7 separate regions of the Mus musculus genome follow, and regions 2, 3, 4, 5, 6 and 7 are each linked to region 1. The links are chromatin contacts, called in public ChIA-PET, Hi-C, HiChIP or PLAC-seq and promoter capture Hi-C maps. All regions are on one chromosome and are shown on one strand. The core of a region is the stretch at or near the end of the contact, and the rest is flanking DNA. Distances in the headings are between cores, read along the strand shown. Region 1 holds the start of Phactr2 (phosphatase and actin regulator 2). Region 2 has its middle 69 kb from the start of Gm40603. Region 3 has its middle 7.4 kb from the start of Gm40603. Region 4 overlaps Utrn (utrophin). Region 5 has its middle 83 kb from the start of Gm51759. Region 6 overlaps Hivep2 (human immunodeficiency virus type I enhancer binding protein 2). Region 7 overlaps Hivep2 (human immunodeficiency virus type I enhancer binding protein 2).

The links. Promoter capture Hi-C pulls out the DNA fragments that hold promoters and counts their contacts. A called contact is a pair of places that touch in the nucleus more often than the background predicts. ChIA-PET counts read pairs in DNA pulled down with a chosen protein or histone mark. HiChIP or PLAC-seq counts read pairs in DNA pulled down with a chosen protein or histone mark.
Region 2: a contact with region 1 is called in an H3K4me3 HiChIP or PLAC-seq map of forebrain, with 15 times the contacts expected there. The contact joins the enhancer-like site here to the promoter of Phactr2 in region 1. A contact is called at or near these places in 15 of 39 promoter capture datasets (the 3T3-L1 cell line, the C10 cell line, the HPC-7 cell line and 10 more), 1 of 15 datasets of contacts at CTCF or cohesin (the NIH/3T3 cell line), 7 of 115 datasets of contacts at active chromatin or transcription factors (craniofacial prominence, embryonic forebrain, embryonic stem cells and 3 more) and 2 of 9 other capture datasets (embryonic stem cells and macrophages).
Region 3: an RNA polymerase II ChIA-PET map of memory CD8 T cells shows a contact between it and region 1, with 8 read pairs. The contact joins the enhancer-like site here to the promoter of Phactr2 in region 1. A contact is called at or near these places in 10 of 39 promoter capture datasets (the 3T3-L1 cell line, cranial neural crest, embryonic stem cells and 6 more), 1 of 484 Hi-C or Micro-C datasets (cerebellum) and 4 of 115 datasets of contacts at active chromatin or transcription factors (embryonic stem cells, forebrain, memory CD8 T cells and 1 more).
Region 4: an H3K4me3 HiChIP or PLAC-seq map of bone marrow-derived macrophages shows a contact between it and region 1, with 6 times the contacts expected there. The contact joins the enhancer-like site here to the promoter of Phactr2 in region 1. A contact is called at or near these places in 3 of 39 promoter capture datasets (hematopoietic stem and progenitor cells and liver), 2 of 115 datasets of contacts at active chromatin or transcription factors (bone marrow-derived macrophages and embryonic forebrain) and 1 of 9 other capture datasets (liver).
Region 5: a contact with region 1 is called in a promoter capture Hi-C map of hematopoietic stem and progenitor cells, with 3 times the contacts expected there. The contact joins the enhancer-like site here to the promoter of Phactr2 in region 1. A contact is called at or near these places in 16 of 39 promoter capture datasets (the 3T3-L1 cell line, the C10 cell line, the HPC-7 cell line and 10 more), 1 of 15 datasets of contacts at CTCF or cohesin (the NIH/3T3 cell line), 5 of 115 datasets of contacts at active chromatin or transcription factors (bone marrow-derived macrophages, large pre-B cells, neural tube and 2 more) and 1 of 9 other capture datasets (embryonic stem cells).
Region 6: a contact with region 1 is called in a Hi-C map of pro-B cells, with 5 times the contacts expected there. The contact joins the enhancer-like site here to the promoter of Phactr2 in region 1. A contact is called at or near these places in 7 of 39 promoter capture datasets (the 3T3-L1 cell line, the C10 cell line, embryonic stem cells and 2 more), 1 of 484 Hi-C or Micro-C datasets (pro-B cells) and 2 of 115 datasets of contacts at active chromatin or transcription factors (bone marrow-derived macrophages and embryonic stem cells).
Region 7: a promoter capture Hi-C map of hematopoietic stem and progenitor cells shows a contact between it and region 1, with 3 times the contacts expected there. The contact joins the enhancer-like site here to the promoter of Phactr2 in region 1. A contact is called at or near these places in 5 of 39 promoter capture datasets (the 3T3-L1 cell line, the SN4741 cell line, hematopoietic stem and progenitor cells and 1 more), 1 of 15 datasets of contacts at CTCF or cohesin (the NIH/3T3 cell line) and 1 of 9 other capture datasets (embryonic stem cells).

What each region holds. Positions count from the first base shown.
Region 1 is chr10:13,472,315-13,476,020 of GRCm38.p6, forward strand. Phactr2 (phosphatase and actin regulator 2) reads right to left here and starts at 2,082. Exons shown (of 13, transcript NM_001195065.1): 1 at 1,742-2,082. The coding sequence starts at 1,964.
Region 2 is chr10:14,389,221-14,392,926 of GRCm38.p6, forward strand. No RefSeq gene overlaps it. Among named protein-coding and RNA genes, the nearest start is that of Gm40603, 69 kb to the left of the region's middle. Within about 2 kb of position 1,956, at least 17 of the 459 cell types and tissues checked have an H3K27ac peak or open chromatin away from gene starts, as enhancers often do. A contact at or near this core is called in forebrain and hippocampal neurons, where this site is marked.
Region 3 is chr10:14,313,199-14,316,904 of GRCm38.p6, forward strand. No RefSeq gene overlaps it. Among named protein-coding and RNA genes, the nearest start is that of Gm40603, 7.4 kb to the right of the region's middle. Within about 2 kb of position 1,648, at least 66 of the 459 cell types and tissues checked have an H3K27ac peak or open chromatin away from gene starts, as enhancers often do. A contact at or near this core is called in hippocampal neurons and memory CD8 T cells, where this site is marked.
Region 4 is chr10:12,742,502-12,746,207 of GRCm38.p6, forward strand. It overlaps Utrn (utrophin), which reads right to left. Exons shown (of 74, transcript NM_011682.4): 7 at 2,731-2,846; 8 at 1,544-1,704. Among named protein-coding and RNA genes, the nearest start is that of Utrn, 120 kb to the right of the region's middle. Within about 2 kb of position 1,705, at least 8 of the 459 cell types and tissues checked have an H3K27ac peak or open chromatin away from gene starts, as enhancers often do. A contact at or near this core is called in bone marrow-derived macrophages and hematopoietic stem and progenitor cells, where this site is marked.
Region 5 is chr10:14,208,369-14,212,074 of GRCm38.p6, forward strand. No RefSeq gene overlaps it. Among named protein-coding and RNA genes, the nearest start is that of Gm51759, 83 kb to the left of the region's middle. Within about 2 kb of position 1,858, at least 53 of the 459 cell types and tissues checked have an H3K27ac peak or open chromatin away from gene starts, as enhancers often do. A contact at or near this core is called in bone marrow-derived macrophages and hematopoietic stem and progenitor cells, where this site is marked.
Region 6 is chr10:14,084,187-14,087,892 of GRCm38.p6, forward strand. All of the region lies in intron 2 of Hivep2 (human immunodeficiency virus type I enhancer binding protein 2), which reads left to right. Among named protein-coding and RNA genes, the nearest start is that of Gm51759, 41 kb to the right of the region's middle. Within about 2 kb of position 2,120, at least 164 of the 459 cell types and tissues checked have an H3K27ac peak or open chromatin away from gene starts, as enhancers often do. A contact at or near this core is called in bone marrow-derived macrophages and pro-B cells, where this site is marked.
Region 7 is chr10:14,043,611-14,047,316 of GRCm38.p6, forward strand. The region is part of intron 1 of Hivep2 (human immunodeficiency virus type I enhancer binding protein 2); the gene reads left to right. Among named protein-coding and RNA genes, the nearest start is that of Hivep2, 79 kb to the left of the region's middle. Within about 2 kb of position 1,606, at least 130 of the 459 cell types and tissues checked have an H3K27ac peak or open chromatin away from gene starts, as enhancers often do. A contact at or near this core is called in hematopoietic stem and progenitor cells and pre-B cells, where this site is marked.

The DNA.
Region 1 (3,706 bases), core at 832-3,331:
TTTAGAGTGATAGCTGCTCCTGTGACTGGTGCAAGCACATACATGCACACTTAAACGGTTCCCACTGCTATTGCCAGCGTGCAACTTTAATTCCTAGCCTTACAAATAAAAACCTGAGACAGTTATATGTGTTTATCTACCGACACCAGCTAAACTAATACTCACTTCTCTCTTTGGGTCTTCAGAATGGTTAATCCTTTCATCTTATAAGAAGTCAGTCAAGATCACTTACAGCTCCAATTCTGTTTGGCCCCAAAGAGAAAGCAAAAACGTCTTTCCAAACTCAACACTTCTCACAAAGTAACTTTTGGCGTGGGCATCTCACAACTTAAGCTTAACATCTGACTTGCCTTTGTCCAAGGAGATCTCCAAAATCAGATAAGAAACACTGTTGATGCTTCTTGAACACATGGGGTAGCAAAGATCATAGCGTAACATAACCGAGTTAGGTGGCTGAAGTGGAGACAAGGGCCACTGAAATGTGTGCTTTCCAAGCAAGAACTTGGCTTTGGTTGGATGAGGTTGCTTTCAAGACTGTGAAAGGGTTTGGAAAGGAGGCTTAGTGGATTGATGAACAAGGCCTCCGACTTCTCCATGCATTCTGAGGTGTACCTGCGTGCGCGCATACACAAATAAACAAACGGGGAAAATCATCAAGGAAGGCATGACCCCAGACCTCAGAACGTGGGGAAAGACACCGCAGGGGAATGTGTGTTGGGGGGTGCAGTTCGCATTAGTAAGCGTTTTCCTGAAACTGGTCATTCTCATGCCCCCCCCCGCCCCCCGCGCCCCGTCCTTCTCTAGTTCCCATGCAGCGGTCACATGTTGAAAATTATAAACAAACAAACAAAAAACCACCCTTGAAAACTGTTGGACTTAAAGACAAAAGTTTTTCCAGTTCTCGGGATATTTTAAATAACGACAATCTGCCTAATGTCTCCACTTGATATGCCATACCATCACCATCGTTCCACGTTGACCACTGAGACAAAGTTAAGCAATTTGTCCTCCTTCACTCACCGCAGCCTGGGTAGCATTGGGTCTCAGTGAAGTTCCTAGTTGTCGCCTGTCCTTAGAGGACACAGGACACAGGTTTCTCTCTACAACAGCAATACTGGCCCCAGGCTTTCCAGAGAACATTACAGCAGACACACACACACACACACAGAGCCAGGCCTAGCTCTCAATAACACCTCTATGGCTTTTCACAGTCAGGGAAACTGGATTCCCCTATCCTGTTACCAGCAACCCCCTCCCGACCCGCTCCAAGAAATCTCTATTTCAGAAGTAGGAGTGAGTAGGGTTACCTTTCAAACCCTGTGCTTACCCATGAAGTGAAGGGACCACACCCTTCCGAAGGACCACAGTCCCATAAAAGACCAAATAGCCCAAGAACCAAATTAGCCCTAGACCCAAAGCCAAAACTGGTGCCGCCTGGCGCTGCACAACCAAGCGGGAGTCCAGGGGAACCCGCGAAAATCGCGCTGTGGGCACCCGCGCAGAAGAGCGGCGCACCCACTCGGGCGCACCCACCGGTCGCCTGCCGCTCAGCCAAGGGACACCAAGCCTTTGAAGCCCAGCAGGAGGTGGCGATGTGGGGACTACAGCTTTCGCCCTTGCTCTCGTCCCCTAACCCCCACGGCTGCTCCCGAACGTCCAGGGAAGATCGCCATACGGCGATCCTCACCTGCCGGGGTTAGCCCTCCCTGGACCACTCCGGGCCATTCAGAGCCACCCTTACCTGAGCCGGAGATGTGGACTCTGAGCGGGCGGCCCCGGCTCGAGGCTGACGACAGGTCGCTCTGGGAGCGGCCACGGGGACTCGGATCCCCGGGAAGCCAGCGCAGGGAAGGCACCGGTGGCCCGGGAGCCTCGGGTTCGGGGTCCAGAGCCTCCGCCGCCGCCGCCTCCTGGCCCGCTGGCTGGTCCGGGGACATCTCAGGACTCCTGCCGGCTTCCGCCATCCGCTCTAGGCGCCAGGAGGGAGCAAGCTCAGGCAGGGTGGAGCCGGCGCAAAGGGCTGCGCTGTCCGCCGCGGCCCCGCGTGGAGCCCCTGGCCGGCTGGCAGGGCGGGGAGGCGGCCGCAAGCAGCGGGGCGCAGCGCGGGAGGAGGAAGAGCACAGAAAAGTTTGCACAGGAAGGAGCCGCCTACAGCCGGCTTTCGCTCCCGCGGGCGACAGCCACCGGCCTCCGAGCCTGCCACGCTCGGTGCCCTAGAACCTGCTCCGGCTGCTCCGGCTGCTCCGCCCCCCACCCCCACCCCCAGGCGCGGCTCCTGTATTGTAAGACAGGGGTCTGTCGCCTCTGACCCAAAGCGGCTCAACCAAAGGGTCTCAGAGAAGTGGAGTTTCAGCTGCAGAGCTGAGATGCAAGGTCAGAGTTAACAGCCTCATTTGCACTTGGTCGCCGAGGGGTGGGGACAGGCGTGCACACACCTGGCTGTCTTGTAATATAATAGGACTAGGACCCAATGACTGTCATATGTAGTTTACAGGTGCAAAACACCGGAGCCAAAGGGCACTGGGTTTGCAGGAGGATTCCTGGCAGATCTGGAGTCGCTTGTGAAGTCTGGTCCTTTGGTCCTCCCTGCAAGATTCGCCTCTTGCCCTTGTCAAAGCTCATCTCTGTCTCTCAGAGCCCCACATTCTTGAGCTTCCGTGTATACTGGGTCAGACTCAAAGGTCGTGGTTTTTAAAAAGATCAGTCTTTTAAGGGCTGAATTCGTGTCACAGATGTGAGGTTTGAGTGAATGCTTTCCAAAGGAAGAGCAGCCGGGATGCCTGGCAAAGGGGACGTTGGTTTTGCCAATTGAAATCTCAGCTTTATCAGTTACCCAGATAGGTCCCCAAGTAGAGGCTGGCCCAGAAGTGAAAAGCTGTAAGCTAAGTAGCTGACCATCTCTGCAAGTTCTTGACAGTGGAGGCGCGTTGCTGGGCTTCACAAAGGCACCATAGACAGCAGCAGGAAGAGAAGGAGACAGAGAGGGGAAGGGAGGACACAACCATCACAACGCCACGCCCCCTTCCCCCTACACACACATTCACACATACCTCAGGTTCGATTTGTATGGAGTATTTCATCTAACAAGAAAATAAGCCCATGCTTAAGGTAAGAGAGAAACAAGAACCAAGAGAGGAAAGCTAGAAAACACAGACACGGAAAGGGCCTAGCAACTAGGTCACGCTGTTCACAGTACAAGCTGTTAAAGGCTTTTTTTCTCACAGCAACTCTGTGGGGGTGGGGTGGGGGTGGGGTGCAGTGGGGTGGGTATTGTCACCGTCAGCAGAAATCGTCTGGACTTGCTTTAACTCTTTCCTGCTAACAAAGTTTGCGAATGGGCACTACTCCAGAACCAGGTGAGATGGCTAGGTAAAGCTCCTATGGCAAGCTTGAGGATCCCGGGTCCATCCCTGTGACCTACAAACCGGAAGAAGAGAACTGACTCCCTCAAGTTGTCCTGCAGATCTCTCTCTCTCTCTCTCTCTCTCACACACACACACACACACACACACACACTAAATTATGTAAAACAAAGGATGGTGCTCTAAAAGTACTCCACTTTCTTGGTTTCTTGTGTGGTTTAGCAGAAGAGAGCTCTGTGGTTTCAGAGAAGGCAGTGGTAAGGTAGCAGGGGGCACTTAGAGGTTATACTTAGCCCAAATAATCACCCTTGGATTGTTTTGGATCATAACTAGATTAGTCCATG
Region 2 (3,706 bases), core at 706-3,205, 920 kb after region 1:
GTGGATTTGAAACCATTCTGAATAACTTAAGAGAACCTTATTTCTAAATCAATACTAAATGGAGATCATTTAATTGGAGGTGGTAGTGAGTGCTTACCTAGCCTCTACCAAGCCCCTGGTCTCAATTTCCAACATCATCAAAAACATTTTAAATTTATTATATATTTTATTATTTAAAACAAAATTTAAATTTAAATATGTCTTTGGATTATATTCTTCCCCTCGCCCAAGTTTTTCCATATCATCCCCCTCTATCCACCCAACTTTCAATTCTTTCTCAACTAAAATACAATAAACAATCCCCCAACCAAGCAAACAAAATAAAACAGCACCAAAAAAAAAAAAAAGAAAAGAAAAGAAAAACTAAACCAAACCAAAACAAACAGCAACAACAACAAAACCCCCAGCAAACTGCAACCAAATAAAAGCACATTGAAAGACAAACAGACAGACAAACAAACCCAACAAAATAAAAAACTATGGCAGGACCAGGTTGCATTTGGCTTAGTTGTTGGCTGAGGGGGTCCCAGGGAGACTCCCAAACAACTGAGGCTGATGCACAAACAGAGGGCTGCTCTCTGCAAACTGACAGCAGGGCCCCAGTGCTGAGCACAACAGCAGCACTGAACATTCACACAGCTCAGTGAACACGGAGCGGTCGAGCTGGTTCCTCCATGGAACCTTCTCCCTGACTTTCTAGTCTCTTTGTTGTGGGAGGGTACTCTTCAGGTTACTGAAAGAGAAATATGGACACCAACCCAACCGGAAAACCTTTGACCTATAATCTGTCCTGCCTGCAAAATGTGCTGGAGCAAGGGTGGCCCAGAACTCCTGGGAGTGGCCATCTAACGTCTGATTTAGTTTGAGGCCCACTCCACTAGAGGGTCCCCGTGAAGGACACTGGTCAGGAATTGGAGACTGGATAGTCCAGAGACCTAGGGTAGAACCCAACTTGACTTGCCAAAACCAAAACCAAAACCAAACGAAATAAAAATAAACAATAAAACGAAAAGAAACAAAACTCAAGAAATGTTTCCTTTTAAGATTCTGCTGTGCTCATAGGTCTATGCCGTTTCTAGGCATCATGAGAGAGGCATCCACTGGCAGCGGGTGGGAGTGGATGCAGACACAGTATGTGGAGAGAGAATCTAAATTGGGGGTCTCCATCATGTCCCACCCCTCAGAGCTCAGGGAAGCCAGTGGAAGAAGTAGAGGCAAGATTGTAAGAGTCAGAGGGTCTGAATTCAGGACACCAGGAGAATGTGGTCCACAGAATCAGCTAAGCAGGGCTCAGAGAGACTGAAGTGGCAAGCTTGGGGCCTGTGTGGCTCTGCACCAGATCCTCTGTGTATGCGATGGAGCTGTTAGCTTGTTTTTATGAGACCCCTAACTGTGGGAGCAGGTGTATCTCTTGACGTTTTTGCTTACTTTTGGGACCTTCCTATTGGGTTGCTTTGTTCAGCCTCACTGTGAGGCCTTTTGCCTTGTCTGAGGTAGTTTGTTTTGTTATATTTGGTCATTGTCTCTTAGAGGCCTGGTCTTTTCTGAAGGGATCAAGAAAGGGAGTAGGTCCTTGATGGGTGAAGGGAGGGGAAACTGTTTTGTTGGGATCTATTGTATGAGATAAGAATCTATTTCAATTTAAAAAAAGAAAAGGAAAAAGAAAGGAGTTTTAGCCGTATTTTGTTTCTCTTCCTTTCAGTACAACATTTTCTCTCAGAAATGTGATTTTAAGCAAGTAGGGAAGGGCAAAATGAAATTTAAAGAGAAGGTTGGACATTTCTCTTTTCTTCATTTACCATGCGCGTTCACCAAAAGCACGGAGCAAACATTTCGGCTGTTTGATCAAAGATTTCAAGGCTGACCCCACGCAAGAGCTGAGCAGTGCAGTATCTAGCATCACCAACCTTGCAGGATTGATGCAGAACGCTGTGGTCTAGGGCTGTTAGTCTATTGTTAATAGGACAGTGCCATCTGCTGGTGATGTAAATATTTACAGTCGCCTGCCTGAAATTGATATCCTTGAGGTGATGAATCCTGTTTGTTATAGTATTACTTTAACAGTACTTAGAGAATCAAAGTGAGGGATAGTATCATTTCATTGTCTTATAAAAGAAATCCTCTTACTATTCCGTGAGAAATGACAAGGTCCGTGCCCTCACCAGAGACAGCCCAACCATCCAGAGAGTGCCTGGTCTTTAGATGGTTTGCCTTCAGGCTGAAGGAGCTGAAGGAGGGAGCAGGGCGTCACCCAGTGGACTCATATAGCCATGGCAGGAATGGAAGGATGCAGTCCGTGTTTCACAGTGAGCTCCCCAAACCTTTGAAGAAACAAACCCAGGTGTCTCTAGCTATCTAGACTGCTGTCCTTTTAAAGCAATATCTTCTCTACCAGACGTTTCCCATTGATTAAGGATTGGAAGACAGGTTGCTGACAAGCGAGGCTTCTCCGGATTTTATCCGCTGTCGTTTCTGGGGCAAAGTACCACTGAAGAAGGGACTTTGCCACTGTGGTTAAACCAAACCGTTGGAGATGAAGGCTATCCTAGACCAGTGGTTCTCAACCTTCCTAAGGCTGTGACACTTTAACACACGTCCTCATGTTGTGGTGACCCTCCCAACCATAGAACTATTTGTGTTGCTACTTCATAATTGTAATTTTATGACTCTTGTGAATCATAATGCAAATATCTGTTTTCTAATGGTCTTAAGCGACCCTTATGAAATGGTCATTCGACCTTCAAAGGGGTTCACTGCCTATAGGTTGAGAACTACTTAACTATAACACTAGCATAAGCACTTGGCGTGAAGTGCAGGGCTTTTGGTTTTTTTGCAGCACTCAAATGGAAGATAGGGTTTTGATCATCCTTACCAAGGGCTGTATTCCAAGTTACAGAAGTTGTTTTGTGCTGGACATATTATTACTGTTTTTATTATCCTAAGACAAGACTATCAAATCATATGCTATTTATAGAATGGTAGAGTAGAGAGTGTACATGGGTAAATGAGGTTTTTTCAATAATTTTAGACACTAAGGACATGACAATGTGATGAAAGCAAAGGTCACACGGGGTGTGAGGGAATGCCAGGAAATGAGGCAGACATATAGGCAGGGAGGGGGACACAGTGACAGCCAGTGTGACTTAAGCAGGTGTTAAGAAAGGAAGAGAGAAAGGTCATGCTAGTGTCAGAAACTGTAGACTACAAAAAGGACAAAGTGAAAATCTTAGGAGAAGTCCTATGTGCAAAGCTGAGCCCAATAAGGCAACCTTGCATCTGGAACATGCCGTGGAAGCCTGGGTGACATATTGCCGAGCCTCTTGTCTTGAACTTTCTATAGCAAAAGGGAATAACGACAAGTCTCATGAAAAGTTTCCCTGTTTAAGTTCTCCTCTTCATCTGCAAATGTCTGTCATTTGTTTAAAAAGTCACCTCAAGTGGGCGACACACAGTTGAAATCCCTCCCTGGAGGGTTTTACGTCGTTTGGTTTTCTGTGATGCTGGCTCTCACTGTACAGTTCAGGCAGCCTTTGACCTTGTGCAATTCCTGTTTCTGCCTCCTGTGGGTCAAGACTGTACCAACCGTGGTTGGCAAAGACCTGAAGCTTCCTTGTATTTGTATAGGGACTCCGAGGGCTTACACTGAAATCTCTAGTGTATTTATTGTTTTGTTTAGGGATAATTACCTCTATAAACACTACTATTA
Region 3 (3,706 bases), core at 398-2,897, 840 kb after region 1:
GCAAAAGCGGATACCCCAGAGAACTAATTCACTCTGCTTATTGTCAGTTCTACTCCTTAATTATTCCCTTTGCATATTAATTAGAGTTATTAATTAGATTTTTTCCTTCTTTCTGGCTGGTCTGGAAATTGTTATATAAATCAGGCAGGACTTGAACCCACAAAGATCCTCCTACCTCTGCTTCACGTTCTAGGACTGAAGAAATGTGCCACCATGCACACCTTTTTCTTGCGGTTTTAAATTTTAAATTTCTTCCTCTTAATAAATTCTCCCTTTGCCACTTTGTGCTGCCCCCCTCCCCCACCACCACCATGGTGGCCGAATAGTCATGCTTCCTTTAATGCCACTAAGAAAATGACTCTATTTTTTTCTAACATTATGTTCCAAAGGCTAATTTTTCTGTGAATTGTTGGAACTACATTTATATTTACATCCACTGATGAATCAGAAACCAATCTCCAGCAATCAGAAATGAAATGATGCCCCAGGACCATTATTTAGTGTTATGGAGAACTCCTGTTAAAGAAACCAGAGGAAGACTCCAAGATAGCTGGGTCCAAATTGGTTCTCATTCATTGTATCTTCCCTGGATCTTTCGTCTTGCATAGATAAATATGTTCTGCCTAAACCTAAGGTTTTATGTACTCATCTTCGTAGATATCTGTAGTCCTAAGTAGCAAAACCTTAAAAATTGGCAGTTTCTTTTATCAACTATGGAAAACAGATTTTACTTGGTAAAAATATTTGAAAATACAATGGAAAGGTGTCAGACAGGGATAAGTTGTCAATAGAAAGGCGTGAGACTGAGGAAACGAGTTAGGTAACCGTTCAAGAAGACCTTCATCCTCAAATTCCTTAGCCGCCCTCCGTGCTATAACTTACAGTAGATCCCTTCCCAGAACTCCAGCCTGGTGAGTTCCAGGCACGTAGAACAGCTTGTGCTTCTGACTAGTGCTCTCTGAAAAGTGCTGTTTGTTTGAGCTGGATGATGTCATTTCCTGGAGAATTCAGGGAGTCATCGTCTTCAAATTCTTGTTCCAACATTTTTCCAAATGAGCAAGGATTTTCGGCATCATCCTTTAATTTGGGGCTAGCACGACTAAAACATTTGTCATAGCAAAGCCCAACAAACCACAGAGCTCAATGCCAGCCTCCCAGTTTTCAGAACCCAGGAGAAACTTACATCACGTGGTGCTTCTGTAACTGGAAGGGCTGTGAGATGAATTTCAGGTGAGCTTCACATCAAAATGAAGTTAGGTGGCCATTTCATCAACATATTTGGTTTAAAGGCAAATTGGTGAGATCAATTGCCTTTATCAAGATGCCCGATGATGCTTTGTTTGGCTTCCATACTAGGGGAAGTCAGAAACCTGGGAAAACAGACATTGAATTTCAGAGTCTTAAATCCCATCCTGCTTTCCCTGCTTAGCTTGTCCTCTGTCTGCCGTGAGAGACTCTCAGCTTGCAAACTGCAATTCCTGCAGCAGAGTGGGTGTTTATGGGGAGGGTGAACCAAGAGCAGCTCGGAGGAGGAGGTCTGGAAGAAGAATAGGATGTGAATTTCAGAGCTGCGAAATGACTGTCTCCACCCACTTCAGAGAAGGAAGTGGTTTTAGTGACAAACATCTCAGGTGTGGGAAGAGCTGTGATGCCTTTCATTCTGTAGTGTAAGAAGAAAGGCCTCCTCACCATTCAGCTGCTCGAGCTCCCCCACTCTCTCCTCCTTCCTGCCTCCTCTCCTGTTCTATAAGCTCAGTTCTTTAGAAGCAAATCTTGCTGCTGCAGCATTTAATGATGTGCCATTGCTTGGCAATAGTTGGGATCAAAAAAAGAAAAAAAAACCCCAGCTCATCAGCAATTTAGATATTAATCATAGGTTCTGAACTTTAAATAGATGCCTGAACTCTGAAAATAATCTTCGTTAAATGAATACAATGTACTCAAGGAGTTGCAGTTGCAGTTGCAGTTTAAATGTTATCTTGTTCATTTGGCTTCAGTATGTTCTTTGGGGGCGCTTTGCATTTTGGTACTTGGGGTAAACTGGGATTCAAACAGTACTCATTACGCAATGTCTGTGGATTTCAGAAAAATGGACATCTCTGGAGTTGCTCCCCAGCTCCGATTCACCCGCGTTGATGAAGCACTGCTAAACCTGGTGGCTCAGAACTTTATTTAGTGTTAGGTAGGACTCTTATTCAAGAGACCAGAAGGAAGACTGCAAGGTACTTGGCTAGAAATGCAGTTAAAAGACTTTTCCAGAGAGTTGGGTGGGTGGAGGGTGGGGTAGACACTCAGCATTTCTTATGGTTGCTAAGTTACATAAGAAGCAAGATCACAATCAGAATGCTGCCTTGGCAAACGCAGAGCTCAGTTTAAAAGGAGGGTAAGTACGATCGATCCTATAAAGCATTTTTGATAAGAGATGCACAGGCTTGTTTATAAGATGATGCCTTAGGGTTACAAGAGCCAAGAGTCCCCTCATCTACTTGACCAGAGCTCGTGCTCAAAAGTCCAGATACAGCCTTTCTCCCCAAGCTGATGCAGATAGTCTATGGGCAGTACCTTTTATTTCTAAACTTTCAAGTTCTACAGATTTGATATAGCAATCCCAGAAGCTCACTGTCTAGGCTCTAGAGCTACTCCTCCTCGGCTTCTGTAGGACTGACATTGAATGGGATTCCTTTCCATTGGGGCTGTTCTGTACATTGTAGAATGCTTAGCAGCATCCTTGGTGCTCGTAAGCAGGTATCAGGGTAAGGCAAGAACCTGCTGGGATTCCGGGTTCTTGCGTCCCTGAATAAGAAATTAGGCCAGAAACTTAGGATACCCAATATACAAGATACAATTTGCAAAACACATGAAACTCAAGAAGAATGAAGACCAAAGTGTGGACACTTTTGCCCCTTCTTAGAATTGGGAACAAAACACCCATGGAAGGAGTTACAGAGACAAAGTTTGGAGCTGAGACAAAAGGATGGACCATCTAGAGACTGCCATACCCAGAGATCCATCCCATAATCAGCCTCTAAACACTGACACCATTGCATATACTAGCAAGATTTTGCTGAAAGGACCCTGATATAGCTGTCTCTTGTGAGGCTATACCGGGGCCTAGCAAACACAGAAGTGGATGCTCACAGTCAGCTATTGGATGGATCACAGGGCCCCCAATGGAGGAGCTAGAGAAAGCACCCAAGGAGCTAAAGGGGTCTGCAACCCTATAGGTGGAACAACAATATGAACTAACCAGTACCCCCGGAGTTCGTGTCTCTAGCTGCATAAGTATCAGAAGATGGCCTAGTCGGCCATAATTGGAAAGAGAGGCCCCTTGGTCTTACAAACTATATGCCTCAGTACAGGGGAACGCCAGGGCCAAGAAGTGGGAGTGGGTGGGTAAGGGAGTGGAGAGGGGAGGGTATGGGAGACTTTTGGGATAGCATTGGAAATGTAAATGAAGTAAATATCTAATAAATAAAATAAAATAAAAAGAAATTAGGCAGAGAGATACAGATAGTAGTGGGAATAGAGGCATTATGTAAAGAAGAGAGCAGTTCCAAAAAAGAAAGAGGTCTAGAGCTTGGAGAGAAGCTAGAAGCTCAACACTTCGCACACCCTGCATGATGGGTCCTGTATAGGTTGTCTGGGTACTATACACTCTTTCTGCACATGCTTTATAACATTTCAGTCTTTGTGGGGATGGGTCTTT
Region 4 (3,706 bases), core at 455-2,954, 730 kb before region 1:
AACAATTTGCAGTAGTTAAGGGTTTTCCTTCTGCATTATTTGATGATCAAAACTAAAAAGAAACCAGGATTCACAATCAGGCTCCATCTCTCCCTTTTCCTATTCAATAAGGTGTTTTTCTCCTTTTTCTAAATGGATAAAAATAAAATGATTACTACATGCCACCCAAAATCTAAAAGAGTAAGTAAACTCTTTGAATCTCATAAAAATAGGGGAAAAAGATGATATGTTCAAGATTATTATAATTGGAAAATTGAGTAACTTTTTTAAAAAAATGAAAGCAAATTTGCTAAATGAGAATGTCAAAGCAAATCTGGAGAGAAATCTATAGTAATGACAGAGAAACGGGCTTAGCAAGTGAGTATTCTTTGTGTTGCCTTTGCCAAGGAGGTAACATTAACCACAGTGGTCAAGAGGCCAAGTCACTGACCCCATCCAAGTACCAGAGGGTGACATGTAAGCTGCAGGGCACACACTCATCCAAAATGCACTTCTCACAAATTTGCAATCCTCACCCCCTCTTTTTCCTCATATGTGTATATCTATGTGGTGTGTAAGCATGTGTGTTCACACGAATGTGGTAGCCAGAGGTTGATATCTAGTGTATTTTCCAATCACTCACCACCTTCCTTCCTTCACTGAGACAGTGTCTCTCACTGAAGGTGGAGCTCAGTGACTCACTTATGCTGGCTGACCCATGAGTTCCGCTAACCCGCCCATCCCTGTCTCCCAGCATCAGGATACAGGGAGACCACCAAACCCGATGTCTATGTACATGCAGGGCATCCTAACTCAGCTCCTCAGGCATGGACATAGAGCACTCTACTGACTGAGCCATCTCCCCAGCGCCTGTGTGAACATCTGGACTTAGTTGCTAAAATGCATGACTTCGAAAATCTGAACGGTCTTCCTTTTATGAATGAAGAAGAATGGGATTTTAGACAAAAATCACAAAGAGACAAAATATGGGTTGAGTCAAGCCAGGGTAATGGAGAAAGAAAAAAATCCATTATTCATATCTCCTTAGGAAAATCTCATTTATTTGCTGGTGAAATCATCTGTTAGCCCATTTCTGGAAAAATCTGATGAATGATTTATAGTACAGTGCCTCTTCCAGGGGAAAGGGAAAGTAAGGCTGGTATTTTGAGAATCCTTATGAGAAGATATTGGGGGCAAAAGTTCTCTATTAATGGACCCCAAACAGAAAGAAAATTACTACTTAACAAAAATTACCCAGGACAACATGAGAGAAAACGTTCCCCACACCAGGTCAACGCCTTGGCCTCTCAGCATAAACAGAATCCACCACTCAGCATCCAGTTGACTCCATAGTAGAGCTTTTAGCGTACCACACAGCACCACGATCAACAGCCCCAGACGCTACTCACCTTGAGAAACAAAACACTTCCCTGTTTCATAAAAAACGGAACTCAGAAAAAAAAAACACACACACACACACATGTTCAGAAAACACCCTGCACAAGTTTGACCTGGGGGAAATCAAACAGGCACGGCAAAAGTTTCGAGAAAAATGAGCCAGCACCTGGATATGAATTTCTTCCTCTTCACATTCTTTCTTATACTTCCTTGGGAGAGTCTCCACCTCTCGGATGGCATCTATCGTGACTTGCTGAGGAAGCACCTCAAACAGAGACGTTAAATACATAATTATGGATTTCTTGTCAGGGAGATGCACAGCAACATCTAAAAGCAGAAGAAAAGATGACTCAGAAACGTGTGGACTGCTCGATACCAAGTAAAAAGTGACTGTTCTTGTACCCAGAAACAATGCCTCATTTGTGATCTCCATAATGCTGCCTCTCAGGAAATTGCTGCTGCAGATCACAAAATATGGACAGAGGTGAAGACTTATTCAGCCTCCGGTTCTTAAGTTTTCCATAAGGTGGGCATGATAATGCATACTGCAATTCAGCTCCTGACAGGCTGAGGCAGGAGGTTCATGAGTTTGAAGACTGCCTAGGCTCCATACTAACTAAGACCCTGCCTTCAAGAACAAATTTTAAAACAACAAACAAAAAACTGTCTCAAAATGCTCTAAGAGCTACTCATGTAGCCATTTAAAATATGGCACAGGCTTCACTCACACAATAGAGTGGGCAGAATTCAAACCTAAAGTTGCAATTAAAGTCTTCAAACCATACACAAATGCTCACACGTACATGCATTCCAAGAAACCAAACTAATTCTGAATTATTTCTCTAGCAAGTAGGTATTCCTAGACTTTTCCAATCCTACTTGATACAAGTTAACTCTTATCTGGTGAAATCATTAACCTGCTGTCTAAAGACTACAAACAGGACAAAAGATTTACTGCAATAAAGTGCTTTGTGGGAGACGGGAGGTGGACCCCACAGGCTCATTGCCAGTCAGCCCAGCTGACAGCGCCCATGTCTTAAAAGACAAGGTGGGAAGTGGTAAAGACACCTGATTCCCTCCTCTGGCCCACACATGCATTCACATATGTGCACACACCCACTCCACTCATGCACAACAGCCACACATACTACACACAGAAAAGTAGGAAAACCAACACAAAGATATAATTATGGCCAATATGGTAAAATGAGGATCCCTTAATTGTCATAGTGTTTTGTAAAAAAGAAAAACATCATCACTGCTAAAGGTGTTCAAAATTAGAAAGCAGAATCAAGTTCAGCAGGTTTTTATGTAACAAACTTATACATAGCAGAATCAAGATCTCAACCTTACCTTCAGGATCTAGAAGCTTTTCAATTCCCAAATAAGTGTGGGCCTTGCTAAAAGCATGTTCAAGTCTCTCAATTGGGGACATTTTGACCACTCTGTCCCAGCTGAAGAGATCTGGTCTGAAATCAGTGACAGAAAAATATAATGGAAACAATGTAGATAGCACCGTAATTCATTGCACTTCAATTTTTTTTTTTAATTTGTGAGTGCTATTTTAAATTGTATCTTTTGCATCTCAAGTTTGTAAAATCTAAAAGTGACATGTGTGACAACGATAACAATAAGTAAGAAAATCTCAGGTTCTTGGCACAGTTGAGTGTACAGTGTTTCCCAGACAGTATATTATGAGTAAAGGAGACGTATGGATACAGAGAAGACCGGGGAAGAAAATGATACAGAAACAGGAGGTGAAATAAGCTCCAACACAGTGGTAAAAACGAACCTAAATATATGAGTTACCAAATCAATTATTTTAATGGACTAAATTCTACAAATTAATGGATTCTATGATTTTATTGCTTCACAAATTTAATGATTTTAATAGACTAAATTCCACAATTAGGACAAAGGTACACTCCTGATATTACAGTTCTAAGGGTTCTAAGACAAGAAGGTCACCAATTAAAAGCTGGCCTCATCCACATAGCCAGTTTCAGTCCAGCTTGGGCTGCAGAGGGAGACCCTGACTTGATGCCTCTACACACCAGAAGAGACTAAGATGAGCACACAGATACTCTAGTGCAACTGGACTTAGTTATCCTAAAAGCAGAGGTGCAAAGGGGGCTGGTTCCCTTCCGTTCATCTTTCTCCATGAAAACTAGTTTTCCTTTACATCTTGTCTTTCTTCCAGCCTCACATCGTGGACAGTATCACTGGCTTGACAGACCTAAAAGTTGGTCCCTTTCTTTGCACTTCACTCTTGTATCTTACATGCACCCTGAGACTGGTCTCCCCTTCCCCCACCCCCGTTCTCCTTTCT
Region 5 (3,706 bases), core at 608-3,107, 740 kb after region 1:
AGGCTTCTTTCTCACGTGTGAGCATCACTTTGAAATAACAGTGAGCCGAGCCGGCTGATGCAATTTTGAAGTTAGCTCCTCTGCAGAGAGCACAGGGAGAAGAAACAGGGAAGGCATTTGGCTAGAGGTCTCGGACAAGGTGAGAGTCCGCTGCAGCCTCCCTGTCAACCTGGATGACACAAAGACAGTGTTTGTTCCTGATCCCAGTCAGGAGAGAGACCCTCAGCAGGGGCCATAGCAGACAGCCAACTTTTTCTATGTTACAGTGTTAAAAATATACTTTGATGTCATTCTTGGAGCTTTCAAATACAGAGGAATCGCTGAACATTTGTGCACTTCTCAAAGCAAGTTATGGATAAATTAATAACAATTTTCAGGTTAAAATATAGGACAAAGTGCTATATTTTATTTTCATCTAAACAGAGACTGAGTTCTTCTTGTCTGTTACTGAATACTTTACCCAGATGCAGGGAAGATGACTTCGGCTCATCAAAAATATATGACTCGTTGAATTATCAAAATGCAGTACTTATTGAGTCTCTACTATTTAATAAGTGCTCTCTTAAAATGATATACTGAAACACTATTTAAAATTCTCTACATTCATTTACTCACATGCTTGTCCCTTCACTGTGGAATAAACAACATTACTCCATGGACTTAGGAGATGGGCTAGAGAGATGGCTCAGTGGTTAAAGGCACTGACTGCTCTTCTAGAGGTCTTGAGTTCAATTCCCGGCAACCACATGGTGGCTCACAACCATCTGTAATGGGATCCGATATCCTCTTCTGGCATGCATGAAGGGAGCTACAGTGTACTCATAAAAATAAAATAAATAAATAATTCTTTAAAAGCCCATAAATATAGGCTCATTCTCTATCTCTCTGAAGTCCAGTAGTCCGGTCTGGAAAGGCATAAGAAAAATTAGGCTCACTGTAAATACTATTCTACTGGGTGGGAACGGAAGGAATAGGTGGTCTCATGAGAGGGCCCCTTTCACTCTTTATAGGCAGAGGAGGTAGAGGACCAGGAAGTATTCTAAGAGTTAAGAAATGTTAAGGCAAGAATAGCCCACAGAGCATAGCAGTGGTCATTATGACACCGCTCTGATTGTCGGCTGTCCCACCAAGCACTGATGCTGTCCTACAGTGTCCCACAGAACACTGTAGATGGGGAGGTGGCCTGAGAGGGCAGAAATCATCCAATGAGCCTCCACCGAGGGGCCTCTGCAGAGTGTGCATGCTGGTTCCTGATTTAATAGGGTTCCCTTTGTGCTGCATCTCAACAAGATTCTACATAGCATGTGCTAAAACGACAATTTCCTTTTCAGAGCTAAAAAGGAACCCTTTGGGCTAGATTATGTAGAGCTATATGTACCTTAGACAGATGATGCCTATCGCCTGCATTAAACTCTCATCATAATAAAAGTAATGGAGATGGTAAGGATAATGAATGACATCACACATTTTCAAGGAAAGGGCATGGAGACCCATTGAAGAAAATTATAGGATGTCTTTCGATGTTTTAAAAAGAAACACGCAGTAGCTTCTACCATTTCACAGAAATGGGTGTATTTTGCCTGATCATATTCAATAAGGCATCGCAGAGGGAATATATAAATGCATACATATGTTTCAGAAAGACAATTTGAAGATGGCTAATGCGCCGAAAGAGTCTAGGGATGTGGTAACAGTATAATGAAACAGATGCTGCAATGCTCACAAACACCGCATCTGCGCTGCAGGTACTGAACAGATGAGGTGAATTAAAATCATCTGTTTCTACTATTCCTCTCAACCCACTTACATAATCCTGGGCCAACTCCTAAAGGGGAGGATTTGCTGAACTTCCTCTTCCTTAGTTCTTGGTAAAGAGTGAATCACGGAGTGCTTACCGCTAAGGAAGACAAATCTCTCCACAACCCAGAGTATGGTGTGATATACATGCAACAAGGGAGAGTGACAGTGCACCAAGAAATCTCTGTGAACCAAGTTCGTGGTTTTGCTTCTAGCTGCTATCTTTCTGGGATCATTGGCCGCTGAGGCTCAGGATGTACCCCTGGGGTAATGGTTTCCACACAGTGGGGATAATTCTCAAGACAGCACTCAGTTCAGATGTCCTTTTCTCTCCAACAGTCAGGGTGGTCTCGGAAAGCCTTTCCATAGCTGTGTGGAGAGGAAAAGAAGGTATTTTGTAACAGGCAAGTGGCAGTGATTCCACATTGGAGAGTGGGCCCTGGAGACAAGCCAGGCTCTCCACAGTCTTGCGTTTGCCTGAGTCTGTGCATTCGCAAGTAGAACTCGAAATAGCACGAGTTATATAAAGACGGCTGATGAAGACGCTGAACTTTAATGTGTGATGCTGTGAAATCATAGATGACACTAGCAAATTCTCCAAATCAGTCTTTAAAGAACGTCACTTGTACACTGGTCCAGAGTACTGCAAAGGTCCTGTCCTGTTCTGGGAAGAGAAAGAGCAGCATCATGAGGGAACTATCTGCCCAGCTGGGTCTGACCATGGCTTTCCTCAGTTCCTCGGTGAGGAAAGAGCTGAAGTTAGACAGCAGGCTATCATCTAGTTCTACCTGCAGCCTAATTGTCATTAGTTATTGTGACTCTGGACTGTTTCAGGTGAGCAAGATGTTCCACCGCATCGGTCTAGTGGTACTCAAGGGTCGGTTTTGTGTGCCTATGTGTTTGCGTAGATATGTGTACACATATTTTCCTTTAACAATATAATAAAAGTAATCCCATCTGGATCTGCCACAGTGAGATATGTGCACTAGATATGCGCTACTGATATAGCAACACCAAACAGCACTCCCCAAACACAACCCCAACAGGGAAAATTCCTCTCTGGGAGTGCCAGAAGAGCACCCGCAAGTCTGTGCTTGTTAAAGCGATTCGTGGAATGTTTGAGAGCTGAACACCAGGCCTAAGGCCTTTTTTTTTTTTAATATGCAAGGATGCTGAGGCCAGCACAAAAGGCTATCCCTGGGACTAGAACCCCTGATCTCAAGAGCATCCTTCGAGTTCTCACTGAGAACACAGGGAACTGATGCAGCCTTCCAGTAGAAGAGATTGTGCGATGTAATCATGTTACCTGCCCCACAAAGAATTGTATTTCCCAACCTGAAAAATGCACCCTGGATTCACGCATGTGTGACAATGAAGCCAGAGCTCTTATGAAGAGCCTTTCTTGTTCCTTTATTTCTCACTGGTTATGGGAGAATGGCAGAGCCATCACTCACTATGTTCCCCAGCACGGCTAGGAAACCGCAAATCTGCAAAGACAGATGGTGGGAGGGGACAATTTTGGAAATAGCATCATGGAGGCTGAAGTGTCTCACTCTCTAGTTGGGCACATCTGTTTCCTGACCACTTAATTACCTCTCGCAAGAGTCCAAAGCCTGTGCTCTTTCCTGTTTTTCTAGTCACAGGTAAATGCTTCTACGCTCCACATGGTCCCAAACATAAAACAGAGAGAAGTCCGCTTTATGTATTGCTAGAAGATAAATACAGATCTCCTCTGCAAACATGTCACCATTTCTAAAGAGTTATGGTCTCAATGGATGGAGACAGAATATAAAAATCTCTCACAAGAAGTGAGTTTTATGATCCCAAAACCCAACCTCTTCCTTTAAACACAAGAACATGTTCTGGAAATCGCAAGCTGTCCCCAGGAAGGAACATGAAATCTCGAGGA
Region 6 (3,706 bases), core at 870-3,369, 610 kb after region 1:
AAATGGGCACCTTTGTCTTCATCAGGAAGTCTTTGACTATGATGAAGTCCATGCCCATGCAGGTCTTGATGGCTCCTCCTGCCTGCGCTTTCTAGGCCTAGCAGAAGTGATGAGTTGTGACAGTCTTCAGGAGTGCTTGCCCCAGTGTCACCCATCATTACATGCTTGTCCTACTAGTACCAATAAAAAAAGTTATTAACCCCAGATTATTTAATTCATTTTTAATGGGCATATTCAAATCTATGCATGTCTTCCCTTATGGTTGACACATCTTTTCAAAAATACAATGAGCTTGCTTAAATGAATTCAGGAACTCTTCCCATGTTATGTCTCTCTGACTTTTAGATGAATCTTAAGTCAGAAACATCAACTGAAAAATACAGACCTAATGGCCTGGTAAAGGTGGCCACTTTAAAGGTGGTAAATGGTGCCAATTTAAAGCACCAAGTAATTCTAATGGAGCCATTACTTTTATCTCCATTTAACAGATTAGAAAAGTGAGGCACAGAGAGGTTAGGTAGTTCACCTGATGCTATGATTTGTTCATTGAGTGTGGGATATGATTCAAAGCTGATATTCTGGCCCAGATCCGCATGATCTGGCCTGGATGTCGCATGCCTCTTGTTATTACATCAGTGCTGTACACCAGGGTTTCTTTGGATTGCGGAATGAGTGTGTCTGTAAGAAGGGAGCCTTTGGATGGTCTGTGGTGTTGTCTATGTAGTCTTAGGAGGGCCTCTCCCCGTCTCTCTGAAAGATACTGTTGTCATTTGGTTCTAAGCCTGTTCCACTTTATTGCCTTTTAGTATGAGGGCAGGAAAAACAGGTTCTTACTTAAAATTGGAGTTGTTATGGAAGGTGCCAGGTTTGGACTGTCTTCGTATTTCAGGGATGTGACAAGCCTTTGCTATTGAAGCTTTCTAGTTGGCAGCGTTAGTAGGTGCACGTTGACATTTCTGTCTACATTCCTGTGTCTTAGAGGGAAAATAAGTTTGCCAGTGTTTATCTTCCTGAGTATTACTTGACATTAGTGCTGCCCGAGAAGCCAAACTTGCTTGAACCAGTCACCCAGATGGCCAGACTGGGTGGCGAACCTGCCTTAACGATGCTCGGCGGTTGACACGTGGGGCTGTGAGGTGTGCTGCTCCCTCGTCTGTGCCAGGCATGCAGAGCGTGTTCTTTGATGGGGTGAGACAGATGGTACCCTGCAATCTAAAATGATGAGGCAGGAAAGAAAAGTTGAAAAAAAAAGTAGAGAAAGGGCATTTGATTTTCTAATTCACATTTCGGAAGTGAATTCGAGCCTCTGTGATTGACTAACACATGCAGTGTTGCTCTAAGACATGAATCCATTAGCGTCTGTTTGAACAGATCTGAGTAATCGGCAGGAAGCAAGCTTTTCCTTCATGGCTACTGTCCCAAATTTCATGGGGTTGCCTCCAGATCCAGATTTGGGCCCTTGAAAGACAGCGCAGATCAATCTAGATTTTCAGAGTAACACATCCCATACCACCCATCTCAACCAACAGAGGACAAAGGGCTGACTTTCATTTTCATGCTAGAATATATATTTAGATATTTCTACACATACATGTATCAATAGGAGTGGGGGGGGGGGGTACAAGTGCCTGGCGAAGTAGCCATGATAAGGATAATTAATCAGTCTTCATACAGCTGCTTCCTGACATTTCTGCAAATCGTTGTGGAAAAATTAATGAAGGTTAAATCAGTAATGGTTTCAAGCTTGGCCAGTGGAAAGTATGACACTGTTTCCATCAGCAAGTAAGTTGGGCTGCTTTTTTTTTTTTTTTTTTTCTTTCTTTCTATAGGGGAAGTGGTTTGCTGTGCATTCTTCACAGGAACTGGAAAGGCGCAGCTGGCCTGTGTGTGCTGCAGGTATGCAGGAGCATTCTGGGAGTGCTCCACTGACTGCCTTTGATCGACGGCACTGACTTGCCTCTTGTGCCGCTTGTAGAACAGGAATATTCTTTCTACAAGTTTTATTTGAAAGATCCAGTGAGAACGCAGGCCTTCTGTTGGCCTGCCATCCAGAGAGGCCGATGCTCTGTGAATGTGAACTTTAGGAGGTAGAGTGTGGAATTTATGACAAACAGAAAGTGAAACTCACCTCGTCCAGTTTATTTTTCAAGCTGAAGGTGGTTCAGCACAAGCCCAGTTCACATCCTGCGTAACCCTATGGGATTTCCCCAGCAGTAGTTAAAAATTTTCCCATAGGGTCACACAGGATGTGAATTAAGTAAACACTTAACAGGCACGATGAAAGGAAATCAGCTTTCTAAATGGTCCTTTCACTGTTAGCATCCTGTCCTTATTAGAAACCTGGGTAAGGGCCACGCAAGTGTCTCTTTCTCAAGCCATGACATTATTAATTGAATGTATTAATCTTCTTTGTTACATAAGACATGCATTTTCTTATAGAAGAAACGGAATCTCTCATGGGCATTTTTCATGTGTGTTTGACTTGTATGTGTGGGGGCTGGTTGTATATATGAGTGTGTCCGTTTGCATTGAGGCCAGAAAGCAACCTCAAGTGTCATACATACACCTTATCTTTTTGAGGCAGGGTCTCTCGTGGACACTATGCCATGTCTCTTTAGCTGTCTTCTTCAGTGTCACCTTCAAGTGGTGGCAGTAGAGGAAAATCAAGCTCTATAGCCTGGCAAATAACCCAGGCCCAGTACATCTTTATTACCATCTATTAAATACATCTATCTATATTATTTATATCAGTATTATCTATCTATCTATCTATCTATCTATCTATCTATCTATCTATCTATCTATCTATCTATCTAATTATGAGGTACAGATGAATAGATAGATGAAAGTTATATAGATATAATTTTGATCTACCTATTATGTCCTCATCTGTGCTTTGAGATCTAATTTAAATGTCACTTCTTAATATACCTTTTTTTTTTTTTTTTGTGCAGTTCCTCCGGGTACCTAAAACATACACATTTTGCCCATGGTGTTCCTCTACTGGTTTAGATAATTCTTTACTCTTAAATTATGTTAGCTCTCACCATTCACATGGAAAAGTGTGAATTTAGTGATCTTACACTTATTGGTAAAGTTTTATTTCTCTTTTTGTAAGACACACTCAACATAAAGTCCAGCTTAGTACTAAAGATACTGTGCACTTCCTGTACACAATGCTGGGAAGGGGCCAGCGTTTGCTGGAAGTGGAAGAATTTAGGTCTGACCCTGGGGTTGTTACTACATGGTAACTGCCTGTCATCTCTGAATGAACAAAGCATTACTCTACAGGGAAAGTGAAATAAGTAAGAATGGGGTTCTGAAAGTGTGCTTTCTACCACCGAGCCGCAGCCAAGCGTTTTTGTGGGAAGGGGTGGAGGTGTATACATGTATGTGTGCATGCTTATGTGCAGCCCGAAGACAATCTTTCATTTCTCACTGCCATTTACCTGGCTTTTTCCAGTTAAGGTTTCCACCGAGGTTAGGACCTTCGGTGTAACTGATTCTCTTAGACTTACTGACTAGCAATTCCAGAGAGTCTCCTGTCTTTGCTAACACTGTGAGTTTTTTATATGAGTTCTGGGGAATAAATTTAGGTTCCCATGCTTGTATAATAAGCACTTTACACACTGAGCTATCTACCCGGGCCCAAGTGTGCTTTTTTTTTTTTTTTTTTTTGTTAAGCTCTAGCCACTACTGTCATAGT
Region 7 (3,706 bases), core at 356-2,855, 570 kb after region 1:
GCATGCACGTGGGCCAGAGGTTGACATTTCTCAACACTCTCCACCTTGATTTTTGAGATGGGGTTTCTCACTGAACCCAGTGTTTGTAGAGTAGGCTAGAGTAAGAGAATGAATGCGCTTGCTTCCATTTTTCCTCCATCCCAGTTCTAGAGTAGCCAAAATTGTGCTTGACGTCTTTTGCAGGCTCTGAAGATTCAAACTGGGACCTCCACTTTTCCTCACTCCTTCAAAACGAAGATTTTAATTTCCCCTGGAGTCCCCTGTCTTCATTGACTTTTAAAGAAAACATTTTAAAAGTTTTAAAGAAAAACAGCTTCAAAGTCGCAATATTAGATCAAGGAGCTATAGGCAGAAATCTGTTCCTAATTGTGACTTTTTTCTTCCAGATTTAAAAAAAAAATAGATTGTGTACTTGACTAACTCCAAAGTTGTCAGTCAAAAGTGACTTTCCTGTCACAGATCATCCGGTGTTTGCTGAGCGGCTATTGCCGCATGCAACCTCTCAGAGCTCTTGGTCTGTGAGAAAGGCAGATGCAAAGGAACGCAGGATGAGGGATTCCAGAGACGTGGTGACCAGAATGTAGGCAGAGGAGGGGAGACACAGGTCATCGGAAGTCGGAGTGGGAGGCTGGAGGCCGGGCTGAGTGCTCAGGAAGTACTCACCCATTGCTTGCTGTTACCTAGGCTCAGCCTGGGGGGCTGCTGGCTTCAGTGATGCACACATTCTGTTGCACCCCTCCCCCACTCCCCCAGGAGGCAGACACAGATCATCCTTCTCATTCACGTGTGTGTGTGTGTGTGTGTGTGTGTGTGTGTGTGTGTGTGTGTATGTGTGTATGTGTGTGTGTGTGTGAGAGAGAGAGAGAGACAGACAGACAGACAGACAGACAGACAGGGATGCACAAATGCAGCTATGTGCTTCCGTGCACACACACGCCCCCTGTAAGTTTGTGGAGGGTCTGGGAGGAATTGACTTTAGAACAGGGTCTTGACTGAGGTGGTGGGGGTCAAGCAGAGCAGCCATGCTGTTTTGTACCTTAAACATGTCCTTAAACGTCCCTGGAAAAAGAAAGCAGCCTTTTCCAGTGAGGGAGAAGGACGCCTCTCCATGGTTATAAGTAGATGCTAGGTTGGCATTTCATACTTGCTTTTTTTTTTTAAAAATAGATTCGTAACTATTTTTTTAACCAGACTCTTAACTGTGGGATTTGCTTAGCAAACCTGAGTTGCAATTCCACTTGTAAGTGGTCTTCTCCCCCAAACTGCCATTTCTGGTGTCAGCTACAAGGACCTAGCACAGAGCTTGCAGCACCTCCCTAGCTCAGGCCCAGCTCCAAGGTCAGCTTTCTGAGTTGAGGCTGCGGGGAAGTTCATGCCGAATCCCCAAGTCCTGTCTCAGCCAAGGTGAGGCCTTGGCTAGGAATGGACAAACCCCACCTGACACACACAGACACACACACACACACACACACACACACACACACTACCCATGGTTAGGTGTTTACAGCATCTAATCTTCAGCAATTAAAGAGAAGAAGTGTGGGTGGGGTAAAAAATAGCAATACCCACATTGTGAAGTCTTTGAGAAAAACAGGAAACTAGTCTTTTTTAACCAGTGATGCCCAGAACTGGTTATTGCAAAGAGCTTGTTTTCCTAATGTGATGTGGTCAGCCCAGCTGTGGCAGAAGTTGAATTCTGCTCATTATGACGGGCGTCTGTGGATTCATTTAGCTGACAAACCTATAGACAGGCGAGCATAATTATCAGTGGTAACCTGGTCATTATGGCCGGATGGTGTTTGGGGAAACAATGTGCCCCAGTCCTGAAAGCCGGTGAGAACATATGAAATAAGAACATTTGACCGACCCAGAGTTATTTCCAGGAGTTGTAAACGAACCAGGCCTGTTTGTTGTAAAGGAGCTGATAGAGTTTCTGTCTTCATTATTTTATTTTATTTTATTTTAATTTTTAAGTTGACAGGCAGCACTGGGTGTTAGTATATATCATTTTGTGACTTGCTCATCAGCCCAAGCTTCATGTACAATGTTTTAAACTTCTCGTTGTTGGCACCCAGTGTCTGGTTTCAGTTAAATCAGTTGAGAATTAAAAGTGGGGTCAGAAATGACTTTCATCCTCCTCAAGGTCACATGGATTCCCTTGCCTTGGTGGGCAGTGCAGAAAGGAACGACCTTGGGGAACACGATTTAGGCAATTGTCAGCTAGACTTTTGGCCTTGAGGAAAGTGTAGGCTGCTTCAGAACCAAAGCAAAAGGAGAAATCCCCATGGTCTCCACTGCAGTCTTTCACTGGGTTAGTGTCAGACAGGCGGAGGAGGCTTCCCCTCTACTTCCTGCTGTGGGTTCTGGGTCACTGGGGAGCCCATCTCCACCAGCCCTCTCTGCAGACTGTTTCTCAGTGGCGGTGTCATCTCAGGGATGAAGGGGGGCTAGACTTTTTCAACTGCTTATTGTTTTGTTTTGGGTTTTTTTTTTTTTTTTTTTTTTTTTTTGGTTGCCAAGCCAAGCTTTGGGTCTGTGTAGTGGAGGCTTTACGCTTGCCTGTTTGTATCAGACTTTACAGTTGTCTCTTTAATAAGTAAGCTACTCGCCCTTCTCTTTTGTGAAGCCTGTTTTCAGTGCATGATCCAGGCAGCATGCCTGGGATTAGCAGTGCCCCCTCTCCAGCTGACTGCCCAGGCAGTTCCAAAAAAGGCAATCGTCCCTGCTATTGATTTCTGTGGAGCATCAGTCATGTTGGAGTTATTTACCACGAGAGAGGAGTAAGCGTCTTGCATCTGTCTCTTAGGTTTAACACAAGGGCACTGTACAGCAAGCCTGTCTCCATTCTGATCTAAGGAGATATTTTTTCCTCTCCTTGGAGGCAGCTTGGCCAGGGCAGTTAAGTGGATCTGGGGAGTATGAAGGTCTTGGTTTTTTAACCCCTTGCTGCTTCTTAGTGAAAAGGGAGGACAGTGGATGGATGCTGTCTGCCACTTAGCCCTTCCCAGGATGTGGTAAAGTAATGAGATAATAGTTGTTGAGTACACTCAAACGCAGATGAGAGATAGTTCTAAAAGTGCCAGCCCTTACTGGGGGGAAAAAAGCTAACAACAGAACTAGCAAACAAACATGTTTTATCAAGACTCAGATTTCAAATGCATCTTAAAATCTGGTGTTTCTGTGGGGAAAACAAAGCCCTGGGGCATTATGATAATGTTGAAGTGGCAGGAAAAAAAAAATGGATTGGTATTGCATTCACTTTGTACACGCTTCCATGGTGGTTTCTGTACATTTTCATGTTTAAAAATATAATAAAATTATTTCCATGCTCCTAAGAATGTACCTTCGGCACTACCCCATCTTGACAGCTCCCTTTAAGCCTATGAATGGAGCACAATATAAAAAACTTGGGCTGTGGTGTTGGAAAAGGACTGGAGTCCCAGGATCTATGTAGGGTAGCTAGCTCACAACCACCTCTTAACTCACTTCCAGGGAATCTGACGCCCTCTTCTGGCCTCAGTGGGCACTACACTCACTCATATCTGCACACTCAGCCATGCACATACATAATTAAAATTAAAGACATTTCTTTTAAAGAAAAAAAGTACTCAGGAGAACTCTTAGGAAAATGTCTTTTGTTTTTCTTAGCATAGTGTGAGCAAAGTGTCCCCATCTGTCATTCCCAATACTGGGCTCCCCACCAAAG